Regions from separate parts of the Mus musculus genome. Here all the other regions are linked to region 6. The links are chromatin contacts, called in public HiChIP or PLAC-seq, capture Hi-C and promoter capture Hi-C maps. All regions are on one chromosome and are shown on one strand. The core of a region is the stretch at or near the end of the contact, and the rest is flanking DNA. Distances in the headings are between cores, read along the strand shown.

Region 1 (2,700 bases), core at 170-2,669, 890 kb before region 6:
AACTGAGAATCATACAGTTTCAACAAACCTTGTTCCTTACCATTGTCATGAACCCCCATCAGAGCCATCTTCTGTTTGTTAATGGGAAGAGGCATGTGGGATTTATACAGGCTCACCTGTTGGAGATGTTTGTGTAAACTTTCACAAATAAAAGCTAGCAGAAACCATTTGAGGTGTATTTGTCTGTTAATCTTTAGTGCCCCTTTGTCTGGGTGAGCAAGGATTCCTCTATAATTGTTGTTTTTTAAAGCACAGGGAGTGAAAACAGATAAATTAAAGAAAAAAAAAGTCACTGATTTACTGCAGGGCACTTAAGCAAAAGGATGTTTTAATCATTATGCTAATGAAAGAAATCTTGAGCAGATTTCCTCAGAAGGCTAGAGCTTTGAGAGCCAGTAAGATGGCTCTGTGGATAAAGGTTTTGCCATGCAAATCAGGCAACTTGAATTCAATCGGCACACACACACACACACACACACACACACACACACACACACACACACAAAACAGAGCCCTAATCACCTACTCCTTTGCTTTAGTTTCCCACTGTCCACAGGAAACACCAAACTGTACAACATACAAAGTGTACTTCCTGCTTCTGCCCAACAAGTGTAATGGCGCCAGTCCCATAACCTTAGTTTCATCACGCCCTGCCCTTTCCTAATTCTGGGGCCAGACTGCAGGGTTTGCCTCTCAAGTTCCTCCTAACTAGCTGTATCACCTAAAACAATCCCCACCCCACCCCCAACAGACACATAAACATTGTTTTCATGGCGCTCTGAGGATCTGGGGCCATAATATCATTAAAAAAAAAAAAAAAAAGAAAAGAAAAGAAAAACAAAACCCTTTAGCATTGTCCCAACTTAGGCAACCCTGTGGTGGTCATAGTCCTGCAACTTTATAGACTTAATGAAGAAGGAAAAGGAGGAAAAGGAGGAAAAGGAGGAGGAGGAAGAGGAGGAGGAGGAGGAAGAGGAGGAGGAGGAGGAGAGGAGGAGGAGGAGGAAGGAAGAAGGAATTGTTAAAGTTGTCAGAAGTCTAATGTTTTAGCTTGCTCCATTATCTTTGCTACACTATCGCTACAAAAAAAAAAAAAAAAAAAAAAAAAAAAAGGAGCCCTGCCCAACAAGCCAAGTGACAGCTAACACAGTCACAGCTCCTGGGACAAACGTGTCGCCAGGATTAGCCTGGACCACCTCCAAAATGTGACGCAGTCTGGAAAGCTGGTAGGGGGTTGTAGGGAAGCGGTCTGCAAACCCGCCGTGTGGTCACTCTTCCGCTTCCACGACACTCGCGGGTGTGAAGGCCAGCGACGCCCAAGGTGTGCGGGACGCATCTGCAACAAGTGGGCACGCGAAAGGCGGAGGGAAAACCTCGGCGAGCCGGAAACACTAAGAACCGCTTCCGGGTCAGGGGGCAGGAGCCACCATGGAAGCTCCCTGGGCCGCGGGGCCACCTAAGCCGCTGCCTGGCGTCTGAGGCCATTGAGGCGCTAAGCGGCCGGCCCTGCCCGCCGTGGATACGCGGGCGGCTCCCGGCGAGCTGCGGCCTCCGCCGCCATGTCGGTGCTGGGCGAGTACGAGCGACACTGCGATTCCATCAACTCGGACTTCGGAAGCGAGTCCGGGGGTGGCGGGGACTCGGGCCCGGGCCCCAGCGCTGTCCCAGGGCCGCGAGCCGGCGGCGGGGCGGCGGAGCAGGAGGAGCTGCACTACATCCCCATCCGCGTTCTGGGCCGCGGTGCCTTTGGGGAGGCCACGCTGTACCGCCGCACCGAGGTAGCGGCCCTCGGCTCCGGCCGCTGCCGGGCCTCCCCGCGCCCTCCTTCCCGGCCCCGCTTTCCAGTGCTGCTTGCCCCTGGCCCTCTATGGTCAGGCGTCCCTTGGGGTTTAGGTCTCGGGAACCCCACCGTGCTTTCGCTTCCCCTGCTGTAGGACATTGGTTTAATCACCGCTGTCACTGAGCGAGTCATTGAGCGGTCTTTTGCATTTTAGTTTTCCCATTTGTTAATTGGACTTAGCGATAACAACCTCGCCCCCCCCCCCAAAAAAAAAACCTTTACTTTTTTAAAGGTTATTTTGAGGTCCAAACGAAGGTGCTTTGCACATTGGGAACAATATAAAAAGCTTACTTGCTCTTTGGGAACAGTCTGTAAAAGCTTACTTCCTTTCGTATAGCTGTTGAAGGGCGGGATGGGGAGTTGGTGTGTACTTCCAAATAGCCACACTGGCAGCTACAACACACTGCTAGCCCTGTAGGCTTTGTTTTCTTGTTTTTGTTTTTGTTTTTTTCATAAATGATCACTCGGAGGATTTCCTTGATCACCAGAAAGATCATTGTTTGTTTGTTTGTTTTCTTGCTTTTCCTTCAGTGATTGTATAAGACAAATACTTTATTGGTGGAGTTGAGTCTGGAGAAACAAGGACCCCTTTCTTTGAGAACCCAAGGAAGCTAAGTCATTTTTCCCACCTTCTTGCATAAGGTCACAATGGAGAGACCCATGAGTTACTGAATCCAAAATTAAGAATGTGTACTGATTTAAAACCCTGTAGTGAGTCTACCTCCAAAAGTTAACCATAACTTGAGTCTAATCACCACAGCCTTAAAACTCTAGCTTTAGGGTAAACATTTAATGAGAACTTGCTGAGGTTGCAAAAGGTGATTCATGCACTTGCAATTCTAGTGTCTGCTCCCAGCCAG
Region 2 (2,700 bases), core at 92-2,591, 850 kb after region 6:
TGAGGGACACACATAGACCAATATATTTACTTTATAAGCAAGGTTATGAAATAATCTGGCAAAGCTACACACAGCCACAGAGGCAGTCTTAGGGATAAAACCTTTGTCATGCCAACCAACCTCAGGCTTATTTAAAACTTGTTAGCTTAACTTTTATAAAATCCCTTCTTCTCCATACACCATCTTATTTCTGGTAAACACTTTTTAATGTGATTGTAGATGGCTTAGTTCTTATTATCCTGGTTGGTGATGTGGTACAGGTAAAAAAATAAAAAGTTCATCCAGGTTTGCCGCTGTTGGCTCTGTGTCATGAAGAGTTAATTTTCAGCAATATAATCCGTATACATAGCTCATTCACTATTTTGTAGATTTGGCTTAACTATTGATCTAATTATGTCCTGAGATCTATGAGTGTCCTCTTGAATCAGAAGATGAGGTCTTATCCAGTGTTGTCAATAATTTGCTGTGTACCTTGGCAAGTAACCTAACCTTAGTTTTCTCTCTCAGGTTAACCATTATCAAGATAAAAATCATATGTTAAGATTGGCAGAGCCATCAGAAATTACACAGCAAAATTCCTTTATTTTATGGAAGGACTGAGTGATTTACCCTACCAACCTATGTAGTTAGTTTTCCTAGGCATTACAGACCAGTATCTTTTCCATGCATTGTATTTTCTCTCAATATTGTCTCAAGAAATAAATGAGAAAAAAGTGAAAGTACTAAACAAATATAAAGCTATTATTAAAAAAATCAGACAATAGTATTACAGACACTGTTATCTTAAATTTTATTGGAGTGTGTACTGTAACTATTCTGCACAATATAAAAATTAGAAGTTATGATGTCTATGTATGGAAAAAGGCAGAAAAGGAATAAGGCTGGAACAAAATTAACAGTTGATTAACTTTGAAGGGAAAACAAAACAGCCTCAAGCATAGTAATATCCTCTCAATGTTTACTGGTATTTTTCCACTTTGAGCATTTCTGAAGGAAAGATGTACAATAATAATGTGCCGTGCCATTTCCTGGTTATATAGAACATCATATCTTTTGTTTAATTTACAATACTCCTTCCCGGGCCACTGCCCTAAACTAGTCGCTGCAACCTGCAAAAACCTCAGCCCCGGCCGAGACTCTAAGTCCCGAAATGCTTTCAGGCTTGTCTGTCCCGCCTATTCGCAACGACGATGCTTCCATCGGGAATTGTAGTCATGTGGAGCTTGTATTTCAGGGCTGTAGGGCAGAACGACAATCCCCCCAAAACTACAACTCCCAAAAGGCCGCAAGCGCCCTTCCCGCTCCCCGTCGTCGCGCTCCGCCCCTGGCCGCTCCTCCCTAGCTGGGCTGCGCTGTTCATGCCTTCCTGTTGGTCTGAGCTGGGAGAAGTTCACTCTGATCAGCTGATTCCAACTGACAACAAGAGAGGAGGAAGCCTGGGAGGCAGCAGAGGAGGAGGGGGCGGAGATGGAGCTGAGGATGGATCCGCCGGGGCCCTAGAGCAGCCCGGGTCCTGTCGGCAATCCGCGTCCCCCACACCGCCTTGCCTTGGCCGAACTGCTCCGGGTGGGCTCTGTGGGCCGCGGCGGAGAGGGCGGGGGCGCCTTGGCCCAGCCCCGGGCGAGTGCTGGTCCCGGGGCTCCCTCCAGTCGCTCCTAGGAGGAAGGGGGGACGGGTGCGGCTCGAGTGGGGGTGGGGTGGCATAAACAATGGATTCGGCTCCGGGATGTGCGGGTTTGTGTGAAATTTGGGGGGCCTTCTTTGTTCTTCGTCTCCGCTGCCACCCCTTGGGTTGTGGTGGTGGTGTCCGGGAGCAAGGTGGGTGAGGGACCCTGGATTGGAGAGAGGCGTCGAGGTTTGGGGGGGGGGGGTTTGCTCCGAGTGGCATATTGTTTGCTTGGCCTGGTGGTGGTGAGGGTCAGCTGTTCTTTTGAAGGTTGGTTTTCTGTTTTTCTTAGTAGTGACAAGTTTTGATTTTTGTTTCCCTTTTGGGAGCTGACTGGACACGTCTGAGGTTAAGGTGAAAATAAGGTCCCCTGGTTACTCCCTTGCCTTGTTTATCTGAAGATCAGATGGATAGATTGGCTACTGAAAGGGAGGAGTGAATATCTGAAAGGAGGACTTTACACTTGGTTGTGCTCTTGGAATAGGAGGCAAAGGTAGGGAGAATTAGGAGTGTAGTTACGTTAGTGACCCAAAACCCCCTTTCCTGTCTTCCCAAGTTTTTGACTTGGTTTGTTTTGTTTTAAGTGTTTGAGTGACAAGAGAAAATGAGTTGTTTTGACTCACTGTAGGGCCTGGCTCTACTGTGCGCCTAAGTGCTGGAATTCTGCCTCCTGTTGCTGCCGGTTCTCTTCCTCTGTAGAGAGGAGGCACAGGAGGAAGCTCAGTAGTTGTCTTACTGTTTTTGAAAATGAAGTTGGGACTATTGTTGTCAATTTTAGAGTCCTTACTAGACCTTTGCTCGACTAGAGCTGAGAGAGTCCATTTTATAAGGATAATTGGGTTTGTAGAGGTCTTTGAGGGTGGTGTGAATTTATTGTTACAATATTTTTCTTAGCTTTTTACAGACCTCCTTTTCCATTTCTCATATATAAGGAGCAGGTGCAGAGGGCTTAGCCTCCTAAAAGCTGTCTGTTTAGTGATTTTGAATCAGAGCTTAATGAAATGAGAAGAGCATTTTACCAACAAACCAGCAAA
Region 3 (2,789 bases), core at 179-2,678, 770 kb before region 6:
CTCTCCATCCCCAGTACCCAGTGTTAAATCTCTGAAGAACAGACTGTAACAAAAATCTGCAAGTGAGGATGGAGGCGGTATGTATATAAATACCTCAAAGGGGTGGGCATGATGGCTTAGTGGGTAAATGTGCTTGATGGGCAAACCTGGAAACCTGCCCTCCATCCCTGGAACCCACATAAAGGGGGATGCGCAAATTCTACAAAGTTGCCCTGTGACCCACACACACACACACACATACACACACCACTAATAGTAAACATTTTTTGAAGTCAAGATGAAGTTTAGTGAAAAAGAAACTTCCAAATGCGGCTTTGGGGAACTCGTTTTCTGTTTTTTGCAGCACTGGGAATGAAACCCAGAGCCTCAAGTAAGGCACTCTTCCACTGAGCTACATCCCCAGCAAGTTCATTTGCTATAAAATAAAATAAAATAAAATAACTTCCCCTAAAAGAAATCTCTCGCTTAATATACTGTTAAAGAGCAGGTCTGTCTTGAAAGATGCAGTTACTATAAGCTTGGTGTTTTCCATCCACTCCTACCAAATGGGTGTTCAAACCAGAAGACTGGTGATCTCGCCTATCCCTGTCAATGCACAATTTCTAGGGGACTGTTTCACTTGCCTGCGACCTAACTTGTCCACTTAGTGATCAGATCTCTTACCCAGTTCCACCAGCAGCTCATTAATCGCCTCAATGATGTTGGCCTTAAGTGGGGCAAAATGGAAGCTGAAATCCTCGCTCAGGCCTCCGGATGTCAAGAGTTTGTGCAGGGACTCCTGCTGATCGCTCTCGTCACTGCGCCCGTGCAGTCTATGGAGGCAACAAGACCCAAAGAGTGATCACTGGGGCAACGGGAGCAGCTCAGCCACAACAGAGGCTTCAAGCTGATAGGTGGCACGGTTTAACAACCAAAAGCCAGCACCCCTTGGTCCCACCAGGAGCCCACCCAAGCTGTGAGTTTGACCTGCCATACTCCTCCCGGATGATCTTGAGGACTCTCCGCACCATATTTCCCACGGTGGTCTCGGAGGGCTGCGCAGCCGTCATCCTCCTGCCCTCTCTGCGGATCAAATCCATAAGGTCCCCTGAAACCCAAGAGAGACCGAGTGAACGGGGCAGGCGCGCGGTGAAAGTGAATATCAGCTTCAGGAATAGAACAAGAACGAGGATGAGTTGCCGCACCCGCGTTGTTCCAGTGGTGGTCCGTGATAAGCCGGCGCAGCAGCCCCAGGGTCTCCCGAGCCATGTCCTCCGAGCTGCGCTGCCCGCCACCTCGCTTCAGAGTCTCCACGAAGCCTTCGATCCTCTCGGACAACTCCGAGCCCTTCGCCGCGGCACCCGGCATTTCCAACACCGTCCCGGGACTCACTTACAGAAGCCTCAATTGCCAAAGCACTGTTTCACTTCCGGGCCGAGAGAGGTCAACTTCCGCTCGGTGAAACATAATTGAGTTCGTGGAGTTGTAAGCCCGCCCCTCCCTCTGCTGAGGCCAATCAGAAACGTGTTAGGGCGGAGCTGGGCGCACCGCCGGGAAGTGACGGCTGGAAGGGTCCCCTTGGGAGTCTGCGCGCCGAGCCGGGAGGCCCGGAGGACGCTGGCCAGTCTGGTTGCTATGGGAACAGCGAGCGGCTCTCCCGCCCTGCGACCAGCAGAAGTGGCTTTCCTCCTTCCTGGCTCCATCGCTGCCTGATGCTTGGCAGACGCCTCCATGAGTGCGAGTCCAGGGCTCGAGACGCCCAGAAAAGTGCTGCTGCAACGCGGGTTGAACATGTTCACCTTTTCCAATGGGTTCCATTCCCCACCGACTTTATCTTTCTTTTCCCCGCTCGGTGCAAGGAATTGAACGTAGGATCTCACAGGTGCTAGGCAAGTGGTACCACCATTCCTATTCCTAGCTCTTACGTTGTTGTTTGCTTTTTTATATCCTCGGCCTCGAAAGCCCTAAGGAATGTCACTAATGAAAGAGATTCAAAGTAGAAGCTAGCCGGGCTGTGGTGGCGCACGCCTTTGATCCCAGCACTTGGGAGGCAGAGGCAGGTGGATTTCTAAGTTTGAGGCCAGACTGGTCTACGAAGTTAGTTCCAGGACAGCCAGGGCTATTCAGAGAAACCCTGTCTCGAAATAACAAACAAACAAAGTAGAAGCTAATAGGACACCAAGAATGCTGTCCTGCAATTTGGAGGCCGGCGAGTACATGCAATGTAATAAGTCCTTCCATTGACCCGACACTTACTAGGTATTGAGTGCTGTAAGTTCTTACTGTCATACAGCTACATGAGGTAGGTTCTCCTCCCCCGGCTTTACAAACTGAGAAAGAGATTCACGGTATTGAAGCAGTTAGGGAGGTAAAAAGGCTGTGCTTATCCTGGGTCCCCTGAACCCAAACGGAATTAGAATCTCTTATTTATTTAAGATAAACGTCTTGGGCTGGCGAGATGGCTCAGCCATTAAAGGCTAGGCTCACAACCAAAAATATAAGATAAATGTCTCAAAAGTGAATCTTCCAGACTTTTAAGACTTTCCTTACAGCTGATAAATTGTCTTCAGAGGGATTAGATCGGTATCAAAATCATATAAAGATAGTACAGGAAAACTGTACCTGTCATTAGCAAAACAAAAAGAAAAACCTAATAAATTACTAGAAAAATAGAATGCAGCAGTACATTAAAAAGTAAATATTTGCAATCTCTAAATAGCATATTGTTTAATTTGCTGGGGTCTGGCTCACCTGTATCTTTGCTTTCAGGGCCGACTCTACTGTGTTGCCCAGGCAACGTGCAGGGCCAG
Region 4 (2,700 bases), core at 107-2,606, 660 kb before region 6:
GAAAAAATATCTAAACTTCCGAAAGCCTCTACACCATCATCTTCCTCGAGATACTGTTTCCTTTAACTAATGGCTTCTGACCAGTCACTTTGTTTCCAATTCCAAAAGAATGCCACACCTGTTTCCTTCTTCACTGACTTCATGCATTCTACCCCTTTCTTTCTCTCTCTTCTTCTTCTCTTCACTGACTGTCACATCCTGCAAGCCACAACTTTAATGTCACCTATTTAAACCTGTTCTGTCCATGTTTCCAAACACTTAGATGATTGATGATCAGCAATTTACACCATGCCTTTCCCTTACGCCTCAGGCTCCTGGAGGACAAGACTTTTTGCATTGTTGTATTTCTAACGAGCATCTAGCACAGTGCCCTGACAGTGTAAATTCAGTAACCGTGGGCCGCTGGTGTTGCTCAGTGGTTAAGTGCTTGCCTCCCATGCCCTAGCTTCTATCCTCAGCACCACAAAAAGCTGAACAAAACCCAGTAAGGATGCGCCGGGTGAGTACATGACAGCAGTTATACTTAAGGGAGTCTTTTGCTTCGCATCTCTCTGAATTCATTGTCTTTAAATACCATGAGAAGAAACATCAGATTTCCTCCCATGCTGCTCTGCCCACGAGAAGTGCATTTTAGGTGACCGCAAGGGCAGAACTTACCAGGCAGGGAACGTCTCCCTAGAGGGCAGTTCCCCTGTTGAGAAAGAAGACATTATCGACGTCACCCAAAATGAAAAGAGGGGGGAAAAAAACAAACAAACATTTTTTTTAAGGGCACGTTTATCGTGCTGCTGACAGGTAATGACACGTTTATCGTGCTCTTAACTCCGAAAGTAGACGCAAAACACCGAGTCGGCCAAACTCTGTCATCCTCCCCTGAGCCTGCCAGGCGCTAGTTTGGAGACCGCGAAGAGACAGGCCGCGGAATACGGTTGGGGGCCGTGCCTCCTCTCTTAACTCTAAGTCAATGTCGCTGCGGGCGCGGCTCCCAGCCCCGGAGCAAAGGGTTCGGGACAGCGGGAAAACGGCCGGCGCGGGCTGCCTGGGAGAGGACAGGGGCTCCGGGGCTCCGTACACGCGGCTGGGCGGCTCCGCGGGCGTCGGCAGCCACCGCGTCCCGGTGCCCTTGGTGGCCGGCCTGGCCAGCACACAGCGTCCCTGCCCTTCGGCCTGCCCGTCCGCCCACAGCCATGTTCGGCACCCATCGGAGCCCGGGCCCCGCCAGACAGTACCTTCTGGAAGGCAGAAAGCGAGCGGCTGAACGCCCGGGACACGCAGCGTGACCGGGACAGCATCGCGGAGGCAGCGGGATGGAGGGCGGGCGGACACCGGATACAGGGCCCGGCAGCAACCGGAAGTGAGACCGGCCGCGGCACCAGCCAAGCGGCGAGGGGTGTTCGGAGCGAACCACTAACCGTGCTGGGTGCCGGGCGGTGTGAGCCGGGCTCGCATCCTTAGCGGTCCCAGCGCGGGGCATCTGTGGCGCTGTCAAGAGAAGGCCAACTTGGGTTAGTATTCTTCGAGGACAACCATCCGGCCACCGGAGCGCCCCCGGGTTCAAGCCTTCCCTGCCTTTCCTCAGAGCTGGTTCTGTTTGGCGCCGTTTTCTGCTGCCCCCAAACCTAGCCTTTCTGCCTCTGCATTCTAGGAAGAGAGGGAAATGGCTAGGAACTTAGATCTCAGGCCGGTGATTAGGCTTATGTGGACTTGGGCAGGTGGGTCGCGATCCTTTGGAGGGTCCAACGACCCTTTCAGTGGGATCACATATCAGATATCTAGCATACCGGATAATTACATTACAACTCACAACAGTAGCAAATTTACAGTTATGAAGTAGCAACAAAATAATCTTATGGCCCGGGATCACTACAAGAGGAACTGTATTAAAGGACCTGTAAGACTTCACCAACTAGCCCCACTGTGCTTTAGCTCCTGATCTTCTCCCGCCCCTGAGCAAACTCTCCAGCCAAGCTAACTGTGCTCCACCCAGCTTGTGAACTCTGGAAGTTATTTGCTACCCAACTCTGGGAATGTGACATACTAATCTTATGGGGGTTACACTTTTGTTCAATGTCATGCCCCATTGGCAGAGGTTGTAGAAACGCTTGTAGGCTTCCTGCGCCCCCTCCCCCCGCAGCTTTGTGTATACCATTCTGCCCATTGCCTTACATTGAAAGCGCTTGCCACCCTTACCCTGCTTACTTGCTCGCTCTTAAATCCCTAGGCCTTTAACCCTGGCTTCCTAACAGAAATAGTATTCCATGAGCTCAGCTGAATAAATATCAAATTAATGTCTGAATGAATAAATGAACCACGTAGTGCCTTTGATTTTTTTTTTTTGAGTTATTTTGCCTAATTTTCAAAACCTTCACAAAGCCTCTGCTCACCAAACCCTGGATCCAATGGCATTGGAATCTCTGAGCCTTGGGCAGAAGCCCTGATTAGAAAGAGAGACATCATCTGTCCCAGCTGCCCTCACTATTGAGCCTGTAATGCCCTTCATCTGTTTCCTTCAAAGCTTCCTTGTAGCAGGTCTAAGACTCCACTTTCACTCTCTCCACTCCGCCTTCACACCTCTGTCAAAGATCCTTTGTTAGTGTAGAGTTAATCCTGCCACTCCCCTGCTTAAATTCTTCCAGTTGCTACTGCCTGCCTGTCTATACAGCCCAAACTCCTCAGCTAGCCCAAGCACCTAATTATCCG
Region 5 (2,700 bases), core at 94-2,593, 540 kb before region 6:
AAAAAATTAAAACAAAGCTCTGTGCAACAATAAATACTGAATGCTGGTCAAAGAAAACTAAGGCATACATTTGAGAAATAAATCTAGTGCCAACCTACTACAACTTCAAGTGCCTAGTCTTATCTTTACTCTTCTTTTGGTAATCTATGGTCAATTTAAAACCTGGCTTTCAGGGCTGACTCTTAGGGGATCTTTGGAGTATGAATGGGCTAGTCGTTGGCTGTTGGAATTACGATAGGCATTAGCTGGTTAAAGCCCAAGACCTGCTCACGTAAAGCCTAAATGAAAGATGTGACACAGTGCTTACCTGTGGAGTCATTGTAGAGGGATCTGGTTCAGGAGCAGCTTGCTTCTGTTCAGCAGTCTTGTTCTTGGCCCCACTCTCCAAAGGCTCTTGCTGGATAGCTGTTTTATTCCCAGAAGGGATGGACGGTGGTGGTGGTAGCTGGGGTTTAGAAGGGCCCTGGGAGGAGCGGGAAGGAGAGGCCTGAGAAGGGGGTAAGTAGGGCTGGGAATGGCTCAAATATGATTGTGAGGAGGACGAGGAAGAATAAGAAGGAGTGGGCGCCAGATAGGACTGGGAAGGTGGAGACTGTGAAGGGGATGGCTGAGCAGGAGGCAGGTAGGGCTGAGCGGAGGAAGGGGGATAGTACGAGGGTGGTGGCTGAGGTGGAGGCATGTACGACTGGGATGGGGGCATGTAGGATCCTGGAGGTACAGGGGGAGATTCAGGAGGGGACTCCAGCTCCATTGGAACCAAACCCGGAGGCCCATCTCGTTGGTGGTGGATCATCTGGTGTTTGTACTGCTGCTGCTTCTGATAACTGAGGGCTGGTCCAGGTGGCGGGGGCATCGGTGGCGGAGGCGGCTGCCAGTCTCCGTAGCCGCCCCCGGGCATCACCGGCGGGGGTGGCAGCGGGGGCGGAGGAAGATGGTGGGGTTGGAGCACGCACTGCATTTGCTTCTGGTGCATCTGCTGCAGCTGCTGGAGCTGCGCCAAGTGTTGCTCTCGGAAGCTCATGAAGCCTGAAGAGGAAGGGGCCGCGGGAGCCGTCGAACTGGAGTACCCGGGCCCCGGCGAGGCCTCGGGAAGCGCCACCGGTGGCGGCGGCGGCGGCACCGGCGGCGGCGGATAGTGGCTGCTCCCGCCATACCGGCCCCAATTCGGATACATATAGGAAACGAAGGCGCGGGGCTCGTCCCGGCGCCGTTACTCGTCGCAACCGACCTCCAGGAGCCGCGGCGGTGACGGCGACAGCCGGAACTCGCGGTGCCTTACAGGCCGCGGAGCGTGTGAACGGAGCGCGCCAGTGCGCCGGCGCTACGGAGCTGGGCCCGCGGTCGGGAAGGCGGGGACCGTGCTGAGGCAACTACGCATGCGCAGTACCATCGAGCGGAGAACAAAGGCCAGATAGAGGGAACCTTGGCGCAGGTACTCGCTGTTGCCGCCTTCCTTCGGGTTCGGAAAATGTAGGCGGTAATAGAATGTTGTCATAGAACCAAGAAAACCATAGAGTCTCACAGCCGAAAGGAGTGATAGAGATCCTAACGCCCTATGGGTTTAGTTTTGAATGGGGGGGTGGGGAGGGGGGAGGAAAGATTCCATTCACAGTAGCAACAAGAACATAAAACAAGTAATAACTCTACTAAGAAAAATCTAGACATTATATGAAGAAAACTGCAGAATCCTACCTGAGAATAAAAATTAAACTTGAACTCACGAAGAGGCTTACCATAGTCCTAAGTAAAAAAGAGGGAGCTTTGTAAAAATGACAGTTCTTCCAAGTTAAACTGATTTAACTCAGTCAACCCACAGCCTGACAGGGGACAATGATAGGAAGAATGAAAAATGGATTCTGGAGAAGGAAAGTGAAAATGGCCCTGATTCTTTCCTACAGGTACTGTAAAAGGAATTGAATTGTTTAGATTGGTTTCCTCCCCACCCACCACCCACCCCACCACCCTTAAAATTTTTTTGCTTTTTCAAGACAGGGTTTTTCTGTATGAACCCCCTGGCTGTCCTGGAACTCGCTTTGTGACCAGGCTGGCCTTGAACTCACAGAGATCTTCCTGCCTCTGCCTTCCAAGTACCATCAAACCCAGGTTTTAACTCGGACGATGTCCCTGTTGGAGAATCCTTAAACCTAAGAAAAGTCAGCCGGGCATGGTGGTGAACGCCTTTAATCCCGCACTCGGGAGGCAGAGGCAGGCAGATTTCTGATTTCGAGGCTAGCCTGGCCTACAAAGTGAGTTCCAGGACAGCCAGTGCTATACAGAGAAACCCTGTCTCGAAAACCCAAAAAAAAAAAAAAAAAAAAAAAAAAAAAAAAACCTAAGAAAAGTCAGAGAAGGGTAACTTAAAAGCTGATTTCCTGAACCCTAGCAGCAAAATATTAAAGACTTCCATTGGTTTGGGTGATTACTGAACATCAGAAGTAGTACACTGAATTCTGGGAAAGGAAGGACAGAAGGAAGGAAAGAAGGAAGGAAGGGGAGAGAAAAACCATGCTTAATTTGAAGACTCTTAACTGTATCAGCATGTCAATTTGAAGATGTGACCTTGCTCTTTTTTCCTAGCAACCAGATCATTACCTGTCTTGGGTAACTATGAGTAGTAGATGCGGGGCTAGGGATTCCTTCTTTCAGTGTCTTATTGAAGCAGCATAGAAATACATAAAATTGCATGTCATAAGTTGTATT
Region 6 (2,700 bases), core at 60-2,559:
AAACAACCAACAAACTAAACCAACTTTTTATTTTAGACACGATTTGCCTACAATTCCCTCTACAGCCTAGGCAAGCCTGAAGCAACAAACCTCCTGCCTCAATCTCCCAAGCTAGAATTAGAGGTCACACACCAAGGCCAGTTTTACTTTTGGATAAACGTTAACTTAAAGCCAAATCCTTTACAGGCATTATTCTAAAACCTAGGATTAGCCGGGCAGTGGTAGTGCACGCCTTTAATCCCAGCACTCGGGAGGCAGAGGCAGGCGGATTTCTGAGTTCGAGGCCAGCCTGGTCTACAGAGTGAGTTCCAGGACAGCCAGGGCTATACAGAGAAACCCTGTCTCGAAAAACCAAAATAAATAAATAAATAGTAAAAATAAACAAACAACCCCCCCCCAAAAAAAAACCCTAGGACTAAATTAATGAAATAAGACAGAATTGGAATTTATAGTTGGGTGTGGCCCGGGCAAAGTGCAAAGTTAACAGAATAACTATATAAACTGAGATGCTGAATAATGACAGAAGAGCAATTCCAAATATTAAAGCAAAACCGCGAGCAAAAGCATACGGGTATATCAAGAACACCTATATGTCTACTGAGATGACTTGCGTCTTAGAAGACAGAATAAGCAGAATTGCTCCTGCCCTCAGCCTACGGAAACAACACATAAAGTAGAGGGGTGACGAGTTAAGGAAGAGTTGAGAAGCGTGAGAAGCGACATTAACAAGCCGAATTTTCACTCCCTCGGGACTCAGGGCAAGGAAACCAGGTCCCCGCACCTCCTGCTGCCAAGGCAACGGACCTGAACTGAGGAGACAAGCTTCTCTCTCTGCCGGCTCGGTAGAGGAATGAACCCTAGACCTCATGTCAGTCACCACTCACACTTCACAGCCATAGAGCTTGAGAGACTCATACGTACCAGCTCTACTGAGATGAGAACAGAACCAACACTCCAATGGGCCTGTTCAAAAAGAAAGTTCCCTTTCCCCTCAGCAGCTCCTTTTGAACCCTCAGCATCACCGATGGGCCGGAGCGACCTCTGTCCTTTTTCCCCCCATAGGGACTCCGGTTGATGGACTCCTTCCTAGTACACAGCAAGGAGACCTGGTACTAGGCACCTGCTAGCTGAAAAGCCGGCATACCCCAAAGGAGAAAAGTGGGAGAGAAAGGAGAGGGGCGCAAGAAAAAAAGAGTAAGGGTGAGGACAGAGGAAGTTCCCAGAGAAGCAAATAATGATACTACAGGCCAACAATCTCCAAGCCGGCTCTTACCGTCTGTGGGAGACGCCATCTTCCAGCCCATGTCACGTGACGTAACCAACCGTCGGCGGGAAAGCGAGGATCCGCAAGCCACGCCCCTAGCAGGGATAACCTATCCTTAGCTCACAGCCCGGTCTCGTTTCCCTACTTCATAGGGTAACATTTGCCTAGTCCCACCCCAGACAGCAGCCCCACCCACGGAGTGGTTAAAGTGGAACGCAGGCAAAATTCTTCAAGGACCTTATTTACTTTCCTTAGCAAGGGGGCGGGACCTTAGAGAGCCTACCTACAGCCAATCGGAGTTCCCGGTTAGGGGGCGTCTTCCCTGTGTGCTTACTATGCAGTACCAAGTCGAGGGGGCGTCTCCATATTTCCGCCAACAAAAATAGGATAAAGTGAGAGAAGCCCAGAACGCTTCCACCTTTGACCAATCACCTATTCCCAGGGGTGGGAATGATGGGTGGAGTCAAAGATTCCGACAAGTGATTGGTTATAGGAAGTGGCCCTTCCCTCCAATGGAGAGGCTCGGTCGTGTTCTGGGCGTGGCTTAACGGTGTTGCTTCAAGGGAGGCACTGGCAGCCGAGACGCAGGCGAGCTGGGCAGAGTCGGTGAGCCATGGCGGCGGCAGTGGCGGCAGCGGCAGCAATGCGGTCCCGGATCCTGCAGGCGAGTGAGGGTGGCGACGAGGGACCATGATGTTAGAAATGGGTCCTTTCCGCCCCGTCTCTAAACCATGCTTCTGCCGGACAGACTTCTTGGCCCAGCCCCTTCTTTGCAGCCCCTTGTGTTCCACCAGACCCGTGCGTCAGGGCTGTCACTCTGTACCGCCTGGCCCCGAGATTCAGCCCCGGACGGTCACGCCTGCTCCCCACTCCCCTTTACTCCTGAGCCTTTTCTTTTTTAGCTTTGACCCACCCACCTCCAGTCCAGCTCAGTCCTTGCTGTCACATGCTGGCTTGCTTTCTCTTTTTTGGTTCCTCCCACGGTCTCTCTTTCACCTCTGTACCAGCCACCTCTGTGCCCCAGAAACTCCTCCTTTTGGTCGCTGTACATAGAGTACTTTCCTTTGCCAGGAGCGTCCCTTCCCCCCATCCAGCCTCTATGTGAGGCAAGAGGGGATGGGAGCTCATTAAGGACATGGAACTAAGATCAGAGAAGGAACTTTGAATCTCCTAGACATGTACCCTAGGTTTTCATATCAAAAAGGCAGCCATTTGTTAGTTTTCACAAACATTCTGGCTTTTAGTGTTTTTCCCAAGCCCTGGGCCAAGTTAAACTTTCTCAGCGAAGTTAAACTTTTGGAGGTAAATAAGGGCATGTGGTTTTGCTAATACTGCTTCATTCAAAAGACTAAACATTCCCCCAGACAGGTGGTAGAAAATAAGAGCCTAGGAAGACACCTTCCGAAAATCAGTTCTCAAGTGCCGACATATCCTCT
Region 7 (2,817 bases), core at 38-2,537, 830 kb before region 6:
TTCTCAGCCCTTCCCATCAGAATTAATCTCTCTGCTTCTCCCTAACACGTTCTGTTTCTGTTATAATGTTGGGCTGGTTCGTGGTGAGCTCTCAGAGTGAGTGAAATGAATTACCACGTTGCACATGATCTTGTCCGTTCTGTGCATGCACAGCTACGATAAAGAAATCTTTGAGGGCAACGATTATATCATCCGTCTTGTACACCATATGGTGTTCCATCCATTACACTACTCAGTGGGTCTGGAATCTATAGAGAAACTCACTTTAATTGAATTTTAGAGAAATTGCATCAGTCAAACACAATGTTTAGTGTTGTTTTCAAATATCGCCAAGGACACCATTCAGTACTGCTCCTCCTCCTCCCAGCAGGGAGGCTTTCTGACTTTGTTACAGGGGGAACTGGTGTAATGATAGATTTCCATAGCTACCACTGCTAACTATCTCACCTTGCCAAGTCTGCCAGCCTGACATATTACCACATGGGGCCCGGTGTTAGGAAATGATATGATACAGACAAGCAGTCGAAGAAGGGACAATAAACTCCACACACAATTTGCTTCATACACATTCTCGATCCTAAGGGTAGCTGAATTCCAATGCATACAAATCAAATCTCATTTTAGCAGTCCTCATCTAAAAACACCTTAGTAATTCTCTTTCTCTAAAAGCAAATGCATGCAATTTGGTTATTTTGCTCAGATTTATTGATTCTATTGAGATTCCTGAGCCATGAATAACTTGCCTGTGCTTTATTATTTATTTATCAATTTTTTTTTTTTTTTTTTTTTTTTTTTTTTTTTTTTACCTAAGGTAGACTCTGGATAGCAGCTTCCAAAACCCCAGATAGAATGACTTCACCGTGATGTCGTGTGCATTTATTGTCTTTTGCTACCAAGTCCAAATTATGCATGTCCCAGAATTGGAAGAGAACTGAAAGAAGGGAAAAAAAAAAAAAAAGGGCAGGCCAGATTCTATTAGTCACTGACTGTGCTAACAGCCCTAGGCACCCAGTAGGGTGAGTGGACATATTAAGTGTTTTGTCTATGACTTTCTTTACCCACGGGGAAATGACAAGAGGGGTACACTTAGTGGCAGAAGTGTGGTACAGGTTGGTCATTGTATGCAAAACCGGACTCTCCACTTAAAAAAATTAATCCCAGGATCTCTCCAAAACGTGACCCACTTGTCCTGAAGCCCCACCCTTGGGCGGGTTCTTGAACAAGGAGCCACCTCTGATTGGTTAAATCGCGGTGATGGGCGTGCAGGGCAGCGTTGGAGAAGCCGAGCTCTAAACTTCCGGAAGTGGCGGTTAACACGGCTCGGGCGGTTGATCTGAAGGTCTTCGGGGCTGTTCAGCGGCTCCTGGGGAAGCCCCAGAAACTCGAGCTTCCGCCGCTCGGATCATCCAAGTGTCAGTGGAGGGGATTTCGGGCCGCATGGGGATAGGATGGATGGCGGCTTCAGGGCTGCAAGGGCAGCGGGATGAGCAGGCGAAGGCTCCCCGACCAGGGGCTTGCGTTTACATCCACTTACTCCTTGCAGTTCCGGGACCCTGAGGTTCCGGAGAGGCCCCCATGGTATTGGAGGGCGGGTGCAGCCCTTTCTTAGGACGATGTCTCACCTTGCTGTCTCTGACAGGTTTGAGCATGGCAGAAGGGGACACCTTGGTCTCAGTGGATTACGAAATTTTTGGAAAGGTTCAAGGGGTGTTTTTCCGCAAGTACACTCAGGTATGTGGCTTAAGTGTCGGGGCGCATCACTAAGTGATGGACAGGAGGCCTGGTTCTGACCAATGGGAACTGGGAGAGTGGGAAGGGAGCACCTGGACACTCTCCTGACGGAGAATACCGCTAGCGCACCCTGTTGTACTGTCACCAAGCTAAGTCGCCTCTAAAAAGCTGCCATCAAGATAGAGAGGTGGCATTAGGTAGGCCGATCACAGAGTAACTTACATAATCGCCCATCATACCTACAAGTTTATTCCTCCAACTTCCTCTCAACACCTCAGTTTTGTTTTGTTTTGTTTTGTTTTGTTTTTCTTCCCATCATGGGACTCAGGGACATTGGCATGCTAAGCAAGCTGCACTGTACCAGCTAACAGCAAACTTGGCATCCTCTACCCCTGTTTCCCCATCACTAATCTCTCCAGTGCACAAGGGCAATCTCAATTTCCCTTCAGCAGAGTTGCCTTTCTGCTCACTATGGCCATCCTGATGGATGTGACAGAGTGTACCTCCTTGAGGAGTTTCATTGTTTTAGTTCAGGTATAAAGTATTTAAAACACCTCAAGTCATACAAGTCATGTTCTTCAGTCACCATAGAACTAAAGTACAAATAAGTAACAGAAAGAGAACTGTTATTAGCTATAATTCCATTTGGAAGATAATATTCCAAATTATCTGGAGTAGCACGTTTTTGTTAAATCACGGTAGAATATATGTACTGAAAACCTTACTATTTTAACCATTTGAAAACACACAATTCAGCAACCTTAAGTACGTTCATACATCCTTGTCTTATCACCAAGGAACAGTTGAAGAACCAACCCCTCACACATACACTTCCTTCTTTATCTCAAAAGGCTGAAGCTCTACCCACCAGCTCCTGTCTTCCCCTTCACCAGCCCCTGGTGGCCAGGATCCTGCATACCCATGTATGCATACGCGTGTTGAAGTCTGAGGACCAGTTACGGGAGTCCGTTCTCCCCTACCATGTAGATTCCAGGGATCAAACTCAGGTCACCGGGCTTGGTGGCAAGTGTGCGCCATCTTGCTGGATCTCTATAAATTTGACCGCTCTGGCTAGCGCCTGGGTAG

The links. Promoter capture Hi-C pulls out the DNA fragments that hold promoters and counts their contacts. HiChIP or PLAC-seq counts read pairs in DNA pulled down with a chosen protein or histone mark. Capture Hi-C pulls out chosen DNA fragments and counts their contacts.
Region 1: a contact with region 6 is called in a promoter capture Hi-C map of liver, with 4 times the contacts expected there. The contact joins the promoter of Nek9 here to the promoter of Lin52 in region 6. A contact is called at or near these places in 4 of 39 promoter capture datasets (hippocampal neurons, liver and pre-B cells).
Region 2: a contact with region 6 is called in a FOXA1 HiChIP or PLAC-seq map of pancreatic cancer cells. The contact joins the promoter of Zfyve1 here to the promoter of Lin52 in region 6. A contact is called at or near these places in 1 of 39 promoter capture datasets (neutrophils), 1 of 484 Hi-C or Micro-C datasets (CD4 T cells) and 2 of 115 datasets of contacts at active chromatin or transcription factors (astrocytes and pancreatic cancer cells).
Region 3: an H3K4me3 HiChIP or PLAC-seq map of bone marrow-derived macrophages shows a contact between it and region 6, with 8 times the contacts expected there. The contact joins the promoter of Eif2b2 here to the promoter of Lin52 in region 6. A contact is called at or near these places in 2 of 39 promoter capture datasets (both in liver) and 2 of 115 datasets of contacts at active chromatin or transcription factors (bone marrow-derived macrophages and memory CD8 T cells).
Region 4: a contact with region 6 is called in a capture Hi-C map of macrophages, with 2.4 times the contacts expected there. The contact joins the promoter of Dlst here to the promoter of Lin52 in region 6. A contact is called at or near these places in 4 of 39 promoter capture datasets (fetal liver, liver and pre-B cells), 1 of 115 datasets of contacts at active chromatin or transcription factors (bone marrow-derived macrophages) and 2 of 9 other capture datasets (adipose tissue and macrophages).
Region 5: a promoter capture Hi-C map of neural stem cells shows a contact between it and region 6. The contact joins the promoter of Ylpm1 here to the promoter of Lin52 in region 6. A contact is called at or near these places in 8 of 39 promoter capture datasets (the C10 cell line, cranial neural crest, hematopoietic stem and progenitor cells and 4 more), 3 of 115 datasets of contacts at active chromatin or transcription factors (Th17 cells, astrocytes and pancreatic cancer cells) and 1 of 9 other capture datasets (liver).
Region 7: an H3K4me3 HiChIP or PLAC-seq map of bone marrow-derived macrophages shows a contact between it and region 6, with 2.5 times the contacts expected there. The contact joins the promoter of Acyp1 here to the promoter of Lin52 in region 6. A contact is called at or near these places in 2 of 39 promoter capture datasets (both in liver) and 1 of 115 datasets of contacts at active chromatin or transcription factors (bone marrow-derived macrophages).

The regions. Positions count from the first base shown.
Region 1 is chr12:85,338,081-85,340,780 of GRCm38.p6, reverse strand. It overlaps Nek9 (NIMA (never in mitosis gene a)-related expressed kinase 9), which reads left to right and starts at 1,419. Exons shown (of 22, transcript NM_145138.2): 1 at 1,419-1,778. The coding sequence starts at 1,560. It overlaps Tmed10 (transmembrane p24 trafficking protein 10), which reads left to right. Exons shown (of 5, transcript NM_026775.4): 5 at 1-167.
Region 2 is chr12:83,595,863-83,598,562 of GRCm38.p6, reverse strand. Zfyve1 (zinc finger, FYVE domain containing 1) reads left to right here and starts at 1,341. Exons shown (of 12, transcript NM_183154.4): 1 at 1,341-1,566.
Region 3 is chr12:85,218,120-85,220,908 of GRCm38.p6, reverse strand. It overlaps Eif2b2 (eukaryotic translation initiation factor 2B, subunit 2 beta), which reads right to left and starts at 1,428. Exons shown (of 8, transcript NM_145445.4): 1 at 1,185-1,428; 2 at 967-1,087; 3 at 664-812. The coding sequence starts at 1,347.
Region 4 is chr12:85,109,489-85,112,188 of GRCm38.p6, reverse strand. Dlst (dihydrolipoamide S-succinyltransferase (E2 component of 2-oxo-glutarate complex)) reads right to left here and starts at 1,356. Exons shown (of 15, transcript NM_030225.4): 1 at 1,230-1,356; 2 at 658-691. The coding sequence starts at 1,292. It also overlaps a transcript of Prox2 not described here.
Region 5 is chr12:84,994,964-84,997,663 of GRCm38.p6, reverse strand. Ylpm1 (YLP motif containing 1) reads right to left here and starts at 1,343. Exons shown (of 21, transcript NM_178363.4): 1 at 308-1,343. The coding sequence starts at 1,174.
Region 6 is chr12:84,450,117-84,452,816 of GRCm38.p6, reverse strand. Lin52 (lin-52 homolog (C. elegans)) reads right to left here and starts at 1,309. Exons shown (of 6, transcript NM_173756.4): 1 at 1,274-1,309. The coding sequence starts at 1,304. Aldh6a1 (aldehyde dehydrogenase family 6, subfamily A1) reads left to right here and starts at 1,793. Exons shown (of 12, transcript NM_134042.3): 1 at 1,793-1,928. The coding sequence starts at 1,878.
Region 7 is chr12:85,278,905-85,281,721 of GRCm38.p6, reverse strand. It overlaps Acyp1 (acylphosphatase 1, erythrocyte (common) type), which reads left to right and starts at 1,287. Exons shown (of 3, transcript NM_025421.3): 1 at 1,287-1,412; 2 at 1,640-1,731. The coding sequence starts at 1,648. It also overlaps a transcript of Zc2hc1c not described here.